4 separate regions of the Mus musculus genome follow, and all the other regions are linked to region 1. A link is a contact called in public promoter capture Hi-C data. All regions are on one chromosome and are shown on one strand. The core of a region is the stretch at or near the end of the contact, and the rest is flanking DNA. Distances in the headings are between cores, read along the strand shown. Region 1 holds the start of 2700097O09Rik (RIKEN cDNA 2700097O09 gene). Region 2 holds the start of Nfkbia (nuclear factor of kappa light polypeptide gene enhancer in B cells inhibitor, alpha). Region 3 holds the start of Psma6 (proteasome subunit alpha 6). Region 4 holds the start of Snx6 (sorting nexin 6).

Region 1 (2,976 bases), core at 177-2,676:
AACAACTAGGTATGTTAGGCTTAATGAAGTGATAGAAGACAACATGTTTATAGTGAGACCATGTCTTTAAAAAAAACCTAATATGTTAGAGAGATGGGTCAGCAGTTAAGAGCACTGACTGCTCTTCCAGAGGTCCTGAGTTCAACTCCCAGCAAACACATAGTGAGTGGTTCACAACATTCTGTAATGGGATCTGATGCCCTCTTGTGGTGCGTCTAAAGACAACGACAGTGTACTCATATACATAAAATAACAAACAAAAAAACCCTATTTTGTAAATTCCCATCTTGAAGCACTATTCTTATATGTGTATATAACCACAGAGTACTGCCTGGGTTCCTGCATTCCCAAGATACACTTAGCTATCATATGCCTCAAGCAATCTTTAGTTTGGTACCTCACTTAAAATAATCTCTCAAAACCTTCAACAATTCTTGAATTACACCAAGAATATTTTTCCTAAAAGGTCAGAGGTTGAAGATCTAAAAGTGGAAGCTGGAGTTGAGGGTGTAGCTCAGTAGGCAGAGCACAGGCCTGAGTTTGATCTTCAGCACCAGGGCAGGTGAGATGGACGAAGGAGGATCAGAGTTCTAAGTCATACTCTGTTAACTTGGAGGTCTAGCAGGACTAGATGAGACCTTGCCTCAAAAATTAAAAATATACTGAAGGTCTTATCAAATAAGAACACTTTAAGGAGCTGAATGAAAGTAACCTTGGGGATTAGTGTTTTTCAGAATAGCATACATTGGTAGAGTTCTCAAAAAGAGACAAGTATATAACTAAAACAGTGCGTTCACTAGGCTTTACCTTTTTTGCTAAAGAAAAGTTTCATCCATTAACTAGATCTAATCACCTCATTTCCTCGATTCTAATTTGTGAGTTTTCATATTAACTATTAACAGTTTAAAAAGAAGTGTTTTTTTTCTTCCCCATACCATGGAAGATTATTAATTGGTCTATTTTACCATGTATAAGATAAATGTACTAGGTATATGTGATTTTATTTGCCTTGAGGATAACTCCACAGCCTAAAACCTTTCTTGCACAGAGCTTTTTCAAGTAGTATCGGCCTGTACGAGTAATTGAACAAAGAGGTTCTAGAAGCTTGCCCAAAATCAGCACCGGAATCACAAACCACCTAAAGTTGATTCTCAGGTATCGAATCCTAAAATGCAGTCTGATGACTAGGTGTAGGGTATGCAGCGACCAAGAGACCTGGTGCCTAGCCCCGCCCCTCCCTGGTACCCAAAGACTAAATCCAACAGCCAACTGCCAGGCTCTAGCCATGACTGCTTACGGGTAGTCCTCATCCAGTGGAGCAGTGCCGGGACATCTGCGGGAGCCGTAGTTCCGAGCAACTGAAGTACAGCTCTCCGAGCGGACTGAAAGTCCATGGCGAAGTGCGCGGACAAGCCAAGAGCAGGTTCTCACTGAGCACGCGCAGCCAGACACGCGCGCTGCGACCCCGCCCTCCTCAGATCGTCCAATCCCGAGAGCCGAAACGCCAAACCCCGCCCCTCCGGGACCCCGCCTCCCGCGGCTTCAGAAGCCCTAGGCCGCGCGCCCTTGCGGAGTTCTGCACTCTTTCACGTAGTCGCTTTCCCCTAAGTCCTGACTTTTCCTCGAGGTCGCACCCGAGGAGGTCCTGTCTCGCTGCTAGCTTGCCGCGGCAGTGACGTACAGGGAGAACACTAAGGTCAAAGGTCAGCTCCAGCAAAGAAACACCCCTTCTATCCTTTCGGGGGAGCCGTAGACGCGGGGCTTTGTGCCCCGGAAGCGGAAGTGTGTTTTCACGAAGGGCTGAACTCCGCCGAGTGATGACGTCTCCTCATTGGGCGGAAGGTTCGGTGGCAGTCGTCGGTGTTCCAGCTGGTGGGAGTTGGCTTCACTGTGTTGGGCGCTGGGCCCCTAGTTTCTGGAGCTGGGAAGTTGGGCGACGGGCTCCGTCCCTGTCCTTCAGCTTCCAGCGTTCCTGGGTTTCCTTCGGCGGCGTGGGGCCTCGCTAAGGGCTCGCCGGCCCTGTGGGGCCACGGCTTTAGTGGCGCCTTTTGCGGTGAGTGTGGGGGGTTTTCCTCGCTCCGCCCTGGGAACCCCTAGTTAGAGCGCCGCTTCTGCGGAAGTCTTCCCGGGTGGCCACGGGCAGTGATCGCCGAGGCTGAGGTGCACTGACACTTTTATTTTACTCTTGCCCTCCACTGCAAGCTTTACCAAACGCTGCGCTGCTACCCTTTTAATTTGTCTTCAGATTTACCCGAGCCAAATAAGTAAGCATTGGTAGGCTTGGCTCATGGAAGGCATTCCCGAACAAGAATTTAGATAAAGCTATTTCCCCAAAGCCTTTTGACATATACTAGGGTTTATTTTCCTATCTTTTAGTGTTTACTAACATGTTGGTTAGCATATTGTTCAGAACTTTTAGTTCCGCGACAGTGATAAGATGTGCTAAGGACTTTAATAAGTCGAAGCTAGTGACAATGTATTTTTTGTTGTTGAAACTTTCTTAATCAGCTTTTCGGTTACCAGTCTTCACTTAGTTGTTAGATATGCATTTGAACAATTTTTTTTGAGGCTTTCTTTTCTTGTTTTCTCTTTTTAAGCTGAAGAGATAAAGTAATGAAGGACAGTGCTCCTAACATGAAGATTCTAGCAGTACAGAGGATGAAAAAGGCTATAAGTATATAATATAGCCCGACTCTAGTTAGGCCAAAAGAGACACAGGACAGTGATGACAGTTAATGTGCCCCTTAAGAGATTTGTCTGAGTCATTTGCTTTTGAAGGCTACCCTTAATTTCCTAATAGGCTTACAAGGATAGAAGAGGGTTAAGTAATATAGTTCCAATGACATAGCTGCATCAGTGCAGAAGAGGAGGGAGACATTTCCCTCAGACCTCTTTACCTCAACTTTTTGATATGACAGATTTAGTATTTTGGGATTTAATAAAGACTGTTATACAAGGAGTACTCCTGTAACTCTC
Region 2 (2,976 bases), core at 220-2,719, 410 kb after region 1:
CAAGACTGCTACACTGGCCAGGCAGCCCTGCTCACAGGCAAGATGTAGAGGGGTATTTCCTCGAAAGTCTCGGAGCTCAGGATCACAGCCAGCTTTCAGAAGTGCCTCAGCAATTCCTGGCTGGTTGGTGATCACAGCCAAGTGGAGTGGAGTCTACAAATGGAAGAGGAAACAGAAAGGGATAAGCCATGGAGCAAACCCATAGTCTTGAGTTTCCTGAACCCCAGACACCTCCCGCTATGGAATCTGATCCTCCCATTTGTCTCTTAGGAGATCAGGCAAACAGGAGGCCCTAGGTGGGTCATAAAGACCTCACTAAACCCAAGGGATTTTTCTTCTGGTTCTAAGACGTTGGCTGATTTGAATGCAAAAGGCCAAGGCAGATAAGAACTAAGTGACTATTAATTTAGAAACGCTTTGGGGGCGACCGTGCTACATCTGACTCCACCAAGGGGTCAAAGAGGGCACCCGCGGGGCAAGCAAGCAGCGCACCTGCTGCAGGTTGTTCTGGAAGTTGAGGAAGGCCAGGTCTCCCTTCACCTGACCAATGACTTCCATGGTCAGCGGCTTCTCTTCGTGGATGATTGCCAAGTGCAGGAACCTGAGGGATGACAGGGAAACCCCCCGAGGGGTGGTGAGCACACTGCGTGGGGGGGGGGGAGGCGCGGGCTGGAGGTGGGGTTGGAGGGGGGATTGCGCAAGGCCGGGGTTTCTGGAGGCCGCGGCCGCGGTGTTTTCCGCGAGGTTATTATGAGCTGAGTGTTCCTGGCAGCCGCCCAGGGACTTTCCGTGCCCCACCCCCTCCGGGCGGGCGCCGGCCAGACCGGCCCGCCCTCCGCCGCCCGGAACGCCCTGTACTTCCCCTCGCGGCCGCGCGGCGCCCGGCGGCTGCGCGCCACCGCTGCCAGGCCGGGACTTTGCGTCCTCGCCGCCGCTGCCGCCCCGCCCCCCCCGGCCTGCGCTCGGCGACTCCGGGTCCGGGGACAGGGGAGGAGGGGGAGGGGGGAAGACAGGCGGCCCGCCGCAGCCCCGGCGCCCCGCAACCCCGGCGCCCTCGCCGTGCAGAACCCCGAGCGCGCTGCAGGCCCCGCGCGACCCCCACCGGTGCCCGGCGCCACTTACGAGTCTCCGTCCTCCGTGAGCTGCTGCTTCCAGGGCTCGGCGGCCAGCGGCGCCTCCTGCGGCTGCAGGCGGATCTCCCGCAGCTCCTTCACCATTTGCTCGTACTCCTCGTCCTTCATGGAGTCCAGGCCGCTGTCGTGGCGATCGTCCACCAAGCGCTCCTTCTTGAGGCCATCCCGCGGGCCCTCCATGGCCCAGTCCTGGCCGTGCCCAGCTGGCTGAAACATGGCTGTGCGGGGCTGAGCGGGTGCAGGCTGCAGGCTGCTGGCGGCTGGCTGGCGAGGTCTGACTGTTGTGGGCTCGGCAGCGCCGCCGCGGCGCCCTATAAACGCTGGCAGGGGATTTCTCAGGGGCGGGGTCAGGCGCGGGGAATTTCCAAGCCAGTCAGACTAGAAAAAGAACTGGCTCGTCCTCCACTGAGAAGCCTAAACCCAGGGCCGGGGTTCATCGGAGAAACTCCCTGCGATGAGCCACTGGGGTCATGCACAGGGAACTTTTTGATGAGCCCTGAGTGGCTGGAAAGTCCTCCCGACCAGGCCCCCTCCCTCTAGGTACTTCCCTGCAGCCTGCACTCAGTAACCCCAGCCCTCTGCAAGAACCCTTCTTTCCCTGGGGTTTCCCACCGGGCGATTTTGGTTTGGGGTCCCAAGCTGCGCAGCTTCCAAGGACGCAGACCTGCTAGGCTGTTCCTCTTAGCGATTTGCCAGTTTGCAGGTCTTTTCCGGTTTTTGATCTTTTTGAAAACCCAAGAGTGGAAACGCTGGCTAGGTGCAGGGATTCGCTTCTCCTAAATTTCTGCGACGACGGACATATGAGTGGTTCCGGGGCCGGCTGTGTTTTGTCTGTTCCAGGCCCTTTGCAATGCAGGGACATTTGGCTGTCCTTCACTCCTACTCCATGAAGCTGTAAAAACTTTGGCATTAAAACAAACAAAACCACCACCACCACCAACAAAAACCAAGAGCTTGGAGAACCCCTAGATTATTTCCTAGGGGTCAATAATCTTGCCCCCCCCCCCGGGGGAGGGGCAAATCCTAGCTCCGTATGGGAACCACATTTTTCCCCAAGTAATGCAAGCTGTTAATCTTAGTAGAAGTTGTAGTTTCCTTGCAACCGCAACTGTTGCGTTCTTGCTGTCGGAGTTAACTTGTTGCAGAGAATGAAGCCGGAGCTTATTGTGAATGCCTAGCAGAGCAATTGACTTAGTGCCCTAGCCAAGGCTGGCCTCTCAAACATAGCTAAAAAAGTAACTGTGAGGTATCCTGCAGGAGGCTCAAGATAGTCCTAACACAGACCCCATCTGAAACCTGCTGCTTCTATCAGCTTCCTTGCTCCCAAGGGACCGCGGCATTATGGGTAGCTGCTCCCCCAAGAAAGGGATTTGGGCCTGTGAGCCTCTAGTTTAACCGGCAAAAGTACAAATGTTACTTCCACCCCACCCCTACTTAGGGAAAATTAAAGCAACGTGGATCAGAGTTTGTCAGACCAGATCCAGGAGGCCTCTCTAGTTCTGCATAGATTTCTGGTGAGATGTGAATGATCTTTTTCTTAATGAGCCTTATGTCAGCTTTCCTCTCTTTGGAATTCCAGCGCCTCCCCCTGAGTATGCATGTGAAGACACTGAGGGAAAAGATTCAAAATCCAGGAAAAACCAAAAAGCCTCCAGACAGTAAGGGCCAGGTTAAAGTTAAAACTTCCTCAGCGAATTCTCCTTTTCCTCTCAGTGGCAAGTTGGATCTGCAAGTGTAATTGAGTGGGACATAGTGAGATTGATCATGAGCAGGACATCTCAATTCCACGCTCTGCCTTTCATTAAATACATTAGTTGGAGAAGTCACTTAACCTTTTTTTTTT
Region 3 (2,976 bases), core at 319-2,818, 320 kb after region 1:
ACTAAGAATTATATAAGGAGCCAACTAAGACATCAGGAGCAGAGAGAGGAAATGCTGAAGATTTGACTGCTACAAGGTGTGGGCTCTAAATACAAAGAGCAGGAACTGGAAGGAAAGAGATGAGGAATCCTGGTTTTGCCTATTTTGGGTAATGAAATGTCTGTTTATTCTGATGGAGGCAACTAGGGAAAATTCAGCTTCAATGGACAGTGCAGTGCAGCCCTAGATATGAGACATCTGGATTCTAAGGTACTAACAGAGGGCTTCCCCTAGCAGTCTTACAGAGAACTTCTCCGTGACTGTTCAGGCAAACTGTAGGTGTTATAGTACACTTGGCTGGGAAGACTGAGAAAAGTACGCAAAGGTCAGGAGTTAATCCTGATGTAAGGACCTGAGCTAGAACCAAGGGACAGCAGCTCTTATCAGCACACTTGGGAATTGAAGCTGGAAAGTACCGGGTGTTCCAGAGCGGCTGCTTACATGGGCTATTTTCTTAACCCGTGTTTCAATCTTGGATGTTGTACACCCTACCCCCACCCCCAGACAGCCTTCTTTTTCCTGTGTAGCCTTACTGTGTCCTGAAACTCATTCTGTAGATCTGGCTAGCCTTGAACCCAGAGATGTCTCTGCCTTCCAAGTGCTGGGATAAAAGATGTGTCCCACCACACCTGGCTTATATTTTTTTCTAAAGGAAGAAAAAAATTAGCTCGAGAAATTAAAACTTCCTTATGAAGAATCTCTTCAAATGTTTTGCTTTAAAATGGGTGCTTTTAGAGAGAACGCCACAGATCTGAATATTTCAGTATTACATCAGTAAATTGTTATAAATATTGCTGTAAACAAAACTTTTATTTAGGGAGGGGGGAATAGCTTAATAATATGCTTCGATTTTTATATTCACTAAATAGGGGCTGTGCCCTAGGGTGCACAATGTGCAGAATTTTACAGTTTGAAAAACCACCAGTTTTCCAGGAGTTGCTTCGCCGCCTTGGAATTACTCTCCGGTATCCAGCCACCAGCAACGATCTTGCTCATCATCAACTAAGACTGCTCAACCTCTCAAGTTCCCATCTCTGGGCCGCTGTCCAAAGGAAAGTCTTGCCAGACTAGAAGAAAACTTTTGTTATTTCCAGTGGCTTCTTCCACTAACCCTCTTTCAGGCCCTACATTTAAGGGTGGCTGTTGCATTCCTTTCTCCCCCAAAACGTAGGAAGAGAAGTGGCTGGTAAAATGAAGGTTAGGAAGAACAAAGCCAGACTCCGGGAAGACAGGAGAGCAAGTACAGGCGCCCAAACTGACTGCGAACGCGGTGACCATACTGTCTCCAGAGGTCACAAGTAGGCAAAGGACAACTGCAGGCACCTTGAAAACTTCCTCTTTTGGCCACTCTGATCTCCAGAACGCACTAACGGCCGGCTGCGACCCAGAGCCACCACCCGGAAGCCCGCGGACCGCAGGCCGGGCGCGCGAGGGCCCGCCTACTCAGGGGCAGTGCTTTGGGACGTCCCGTCCCCACCGGAAACACCGCCAGTCCCTCACCAGAGCGGAAGCAGCTCCGCCGGTGCTCCGGAAGCAGTAGCCATAACTTCCGGGAGGGGGCTTGGGTCCCTGGTGTGTGTGCTACGGGGTGCAGACTGTGTTTAAAATAGCAGGAACGCCATGTCCCGGGGTTCCAGCGCCGGTTTTGACCGTCACATTACTATCTTCTCTCCCGAGGGCCGACTCTACCAAGTAGGTGAGTGACTCAGGGCCTCCTGCGGGACCTCCGAATTGCTCTGTCATGCTTCGGCCTGGAGCGAGCGGACGCGGCCCGAGGATGGTTCGGGGGCTCGGAGAAGGGCCTGAGCCAGGAAAGCAGCAGGATCGAGGTCGGGCCCGCTCTCGTCTTCCCAGCCCGGTCTGCAAGCGGGCTTGGAGGCTGAAACCGAAGCGTAGTGCTCTTCAGGAGCGCCTTACTGGCCAGACACAAAGCAGTAGGGCTTTGCACTGTGATGCCCGCCTTCTGCCTTTCGGAGTCCCCCGTAGCTCAGCGATTCTCAATCTTCCTAATGCTGCGCCCCTTAAATCCAGTTCCTCGCGTTGTGATGACCCTCAGCCATAAATTTGTTTTCGTTGCTACTTCAAAACTATGTTTTTTTTGTTTTTTTGTTTTTTTACTTCAATGAACGGTAATGTTTTTTCAGATGGTCTTAGGCGACCTTGTGAGAAGGTTTTGGTACTGGGGGTCGCGACCCACATGTTGAGAAGCACTGTTTAGCATCAGTCTACCTGGAGCCTGAGTCTTCCCTTCGCTGAGAGTGGTTGGTTCTTTAACCATCCAACTTAAATGCACACACACCACACACCCTCAACCCTCCTCTGCAGTATAGATAGATGACTTGCTTTGTGGTCAACTCTATACAAGTGTGTAAAGCCCTACCAGACACTGCTGGTTCTAGAAAAGAGATCAATGTCACTCGTCCCTACTGAAGCTGACTGCTTAAAGGAAGTGACAGGAAACCAAACGAATAAAAAGAGAAGAGTTCAGTATATGCAAAGTTCACAACTGAGAAATAAAAGAACAGCAATGAACTCCTCTTGAAGTTGGCACCCCGATTTTAACCCCCACCTGTAAGAATGCTTCTATAGTTTAAAAACTGGTTCTCAGTCTAGTTGAGGCACGGTGTGTTAGTCTTTACTAAAGGAACAGCTTTAATGGACGGAAACCTGAACTTAGCATCAGTTACTCCATGTAACAATACATTTTGGTAAGTTGAAGTCGCGGCAGGGTTTGGTCTAGGATTATAGGACAGACTTTTAAGCTCTTGCCATAGAAAACTTAGTGTCAGAAGGGCGAGACATACATCTGGTCCATGATAATTTTATTTTGAAGTTTTTTATCTCAGTGTCTTGACAAGGAGAGTCATACTATCTTGGTTGGAAATCCTAGAGTTGGCCTATAAATGGAGTTCTACTCACCTATATGCTTAGATTATT
Region 4 (2,976 bases), core at 341-2,840, 280 kb before region 1:
ACAGACCTGAATTCAGCTCCCAGCATCCACACAGATTGCTCTCAAAACCACCTGTGACACCAGCCTCTGGGGTCTGACACTGTCTGACCTCTACAGAACTTGTTTGTACACAGTTGCACCTACCCACCACACAGACAAAGAATCTCTTACCAACAACAATATCCTGCACGGTTACCATCTATCCTGAATCCACTAACACCTGCATCTCTCACATTTTCTAGGATGGATAAGTAGCCGCAAAATAGAAAACAAAAGGAAAACTAGGCTAGGAGGCATGCACCACATCCACACTTGGGAGGCAGGAAAAAAATTGCTTTGTACAAGGAAACTTGTTTCAAACCAAGTTTCTGGACAAGTGTGAGCTGCTGAGTGATAAAATGGTGACAATGAAACTTTGCTTAGTGGCAGTCATACATTAGTAACAGTGCACCTGTACAAGGCTCTACATGCAATGCTATCTTTCACTAAGACAAATGGAGTGCTGCTGGGGGGATGCAGTGGGAGCGAGAAATGAGACCTTTGAACAAGGGGCAGGAAGCGGGGAGGGGGGAGAGTGGTCAAAGGATACAAACTTTCAGTTTTAAGTTCTGGATACTTAATGTACAGTGGAGTGACTAATAATAATGGATACTTGAAACTCTGCTGAGAGCAGACCAAGTGCTCTCCTCAAAAAAGAAAATGAAGGTACCTGAGTAAGGTCCCGAGTGAGGTCTGTGTTCATTAACTTGACAATGGTAATTATTTCACAACCTCTACACGCATCAAAATATCACGCTGTACATCTTTATATAAATTATTATTTTGTAAGTCATACCTTAACATGAGCTAGAGATGGGAGACAATATCGAGAGAATCCTGAAAAGGATGGGGATTGAGGAATATACTAGAAAAAGTAAAGATACTGAAAGCGACCCGTTCTTTAAAAATCTTTTAGGGCAAAACTGAGATTTGCTGATTGCAAAAAAATCATTACAAAAGAGTAAATTTAGACCAAATCCATACCATTCAGCAGAGAAAGGAGAAACGAGGTTCCAGAAAGCCACAGAAAGATTTTGACGGTACCACCGGGAAGGTCTGAAAATGGGTTTCGTGGCCCAGAGAGTCAAGGATGGGGGCGTTCCAACCCGGCCACCCCACCTGCAGCGGGGCCTGGGAAAAGCAAGCTCAGCACAGGGTTGGATCGCCCACCTAGGGCGAGAAAGCGGCCACGGGACCAGCGGAACCGAGAAGCGCCCGACCCCAGGGACGAAGGGCTGCAGAAGGGCGGGGCGCGCGTCGCGGAGGTCGGGAGGGCGACCCAGGGCGGCAGCGCAGCCTGGACCCCTTCTCGGGCCACGGCGGGGGAGGGACCGAGGGTCGAGACCACAGAAGACACAACTTACTCCGCGGTCTTCCTCCGAGAGGAAGTCGGGGCCGTCATCCAGGCCTTCCTGTGGGGTCGGCGGGCCCAGCACACCGAAGGGGAGGCAGGGAAAGGGGGAGACACAAAGAGAGACATTAGCGCCCAGCCCGCGCCGTCCCCGCGCCCGCCGCCCCCACCGCGCGCCCCGAGTTCGGCGCCGCCGTGAACACCCACCATCATGGCTGCTTCGAGTCCAGGGCTCGCGCAGTCGCACAAGCAAGGCCACGAACCTAGTCGGCCGCGCGGGTGGGGCGGAGGGCGGAGCCGAGCGCCAGCCCCGCCCCCCGCCCGCTCTAGGAGGGGGAGCAGTCCCTGAAGGGGAAAGGACGCAGGGTCCTTTGCTCCAGGTAAGAGGGAGGGTTGGCCCAGAGCGATAGTCGCTGCTCACTGCTGGCGAGCTCAGGCTTGGGAAGGCCCCAGGGCCACCCGGAGAACGGTCCACGTCTCTTGCCCCCGAGGGCCCCTAAAAAACTGTACCAGTACTCCCAGGAAGTCACAGTAAATATTCTTGTCTTTGTATTGAGTTACATGATGATTAATCACCATTAATACCATATTGCCTGTGGAAGTTTCAGGAGCCAAAAGCCTTCACACAATAAGCAGACAGGGGCTATAATCAAGCTTTTACTGCTGGGGAAGTAATAACTACCTCAGTTTGGGGTGCTAATGACCGAGCACTATAAAAACAGAGCCGTTCTCATTACAAGAGTATTCCTTGCCTGTATACTAAGAAACAATCGCCAGACCTGATCTAACTGTCCAGCTGAGTAGCAGGAAAGGAGCATCCACAGATGCTTCAAGAAAATAATCCCTTGGGCCAGCATGTTGGTTTAGCAGTGAGGAAAAGTACTTGCTGCTAAGCCTAGAGGCCTGAGTTCAAGCCCCAGGACTGACCCACAAGGTAGAATGGTACTGCAGATTGTCCTTTCACACACACAAAACCAATAAATAAATAAATTTTATAAAAATAATCATTTCTAACTTACCACACTTCACTTCTACAAAGGATCACTCAAGCAAAGCTGTGTCTCCACTTTTATTTATTTATTTATTTATTTATTTATTTAGAGACAGGGTTTCTCTGTATAGGCCTGGCTGTCCTGGAACTCACTCTGTAGACCAGGCTGGCTTCTGACTCAGAAATCTGCCTGCCTCTGCCTCTGCCTCCCAAGTGCTGGGATTAAAGGCGTGTGCCACCACCGCCCGGACTATTGTGTCTCCACTTAATGACATCATCACTCTCAAGGTCCAAGCCTGGTTTCGACTTGTCCTCTTCAGATCCTTCATCTCCTCATGCCTCACATCCAAACAAATACCACCGTGTCTGCAATTGACTCATTTTCTCCACCTCCCTTCCTACACATATACATGTAAATAACGATCTGCTGGTGTGAATCTTCTCTCCACCCCTGGCCTTACTAGCATCTCAGCCTTCCTGGCTCTGACAATGACACCCTAATTTCAGCCAAGAAGCAGTTACAGAGAGATTCCATTGCCCTTTATCATCAACAAAAAGTCTGAAATGACCAAAGTGCACATGCTGGCCAGCCTCCAGGCTCTCAGCATCTCAAATA

The links. Capture Hi-C pulls out chosen DNA fragments and counts their contacts.
Region 2: a contact with region 1 is called in a promoter capture Hi-C map of liver, with 3 times the contacts expected there. The contact joins the promoter of Nfkbia here to the promoter of 2700097O09Rik in region 1. A contact is called at or near these places in 4 of 39 promoter capture datasets (the C10 cell line, embryonic stem cells, liver and 1 more), 1 of 15 datasets of contacts at CTCF or cohesin (the NIH/3T3 cell line), 2 of 115 datasets of contacts at active chromatin or transcription factors (memory CD8 T cells and stem cell-derived neural progenitor cells) and 3 of 9 other capture datasets (adipose tissue, embryonic stem cells and liver).
Region 3: a contact with region 1 is called in a promoter capture Hi-C map of adipose tissue. The contact joins the promoter of Psma6 here to the promoter of 2700097O09Rik in region 1.
Region 4: a promoter capture Hi-C map of adipose tissue shows a contact between it and region 1, with 2.5 times the contacts expected there. The contact joins the promoter of Snx6 here to the promoter of 2700097O09Rik in region 1. A contact is called at or near these places in 9 of 39 promoter capture datasets (the 3T3-L1 cell line, the C10 cell line, cranial neural crest and 5 more), 1 of 15 datasets of contacts at CTCF or cohesin (the NIH/3T3 cell line), 1 of 484 Hi-C or Micro-C datasets (bone marrow-derived macrophages), 17 of 115 datasets of contacts at active chromatin or transcription factors (the 230-238 cell line, bone marrow-derived macrophages, cardiomyocytes and 12 more) and 3 of 9 other capture datasets (adipose tissue, liver and pancreatic islet).

What each region holds. Positions count from the first base shown.
Region 1 is chr12:55,078,684-55,081,659 of GRCm38.p6, forward strand. 2700097O09Rik (RIKEN cDNA 2700097O09 gene) reads right to left here and starts at 1,427. Exons shown (of 8, transcript NM_028314.2): 1 at 1,298-1,427. The coding sequence starts at 1,394. Srp54a (signal recognition particle 54A) reads left to right here and starts at 1,813. Exons shown (of 16, transcript NM_011899.4): 1 at 1,813-2,053.
Region 2 is chr12:55,491,178-55,494,153 of GRCm38.p6, forward strand. It overlaps Nfkbia (nuclear factor of kappa light polypeptide gene enhancer in B cells inhibitor, alpha), which reads right to left and starts at 1,470. Exons shown (of 6, transcript NM_010907.2): 1 at 1,123-1,470; 2 at 493-601; 3 at 1-153. The coding sequence starts at 1,349. It overlaps Gm36634 (a long non-coding RNA gene), which reads left to right and starts at 2,118. Exons shown (of 3, transcript XR_381610.3): 1 at 2,118-2,976.
Region 3 is chr12:55,397,257-55,400,232 of GRCm38.p6, forward strand. Psma6 (proteasome subunit alpha 6) reads left to right here and starts at 1,569. Exons shown (of 7, transcript NM_011968.3): 1 at 1,569-1,735. The coding sequence starts at 1,660.
Region 4 is chr12:54,794,072-54,797,047 of GRCm38.p6, forward strand. It overlaps Snx6 (sorting nexin 6), which reads right to left and starts at 1,591. Exons shown (of 14, transcript NM_026998.3): 1 at 1,577-1,591; 2 at 1,383-1,430. The coding sequence starts at 1,582.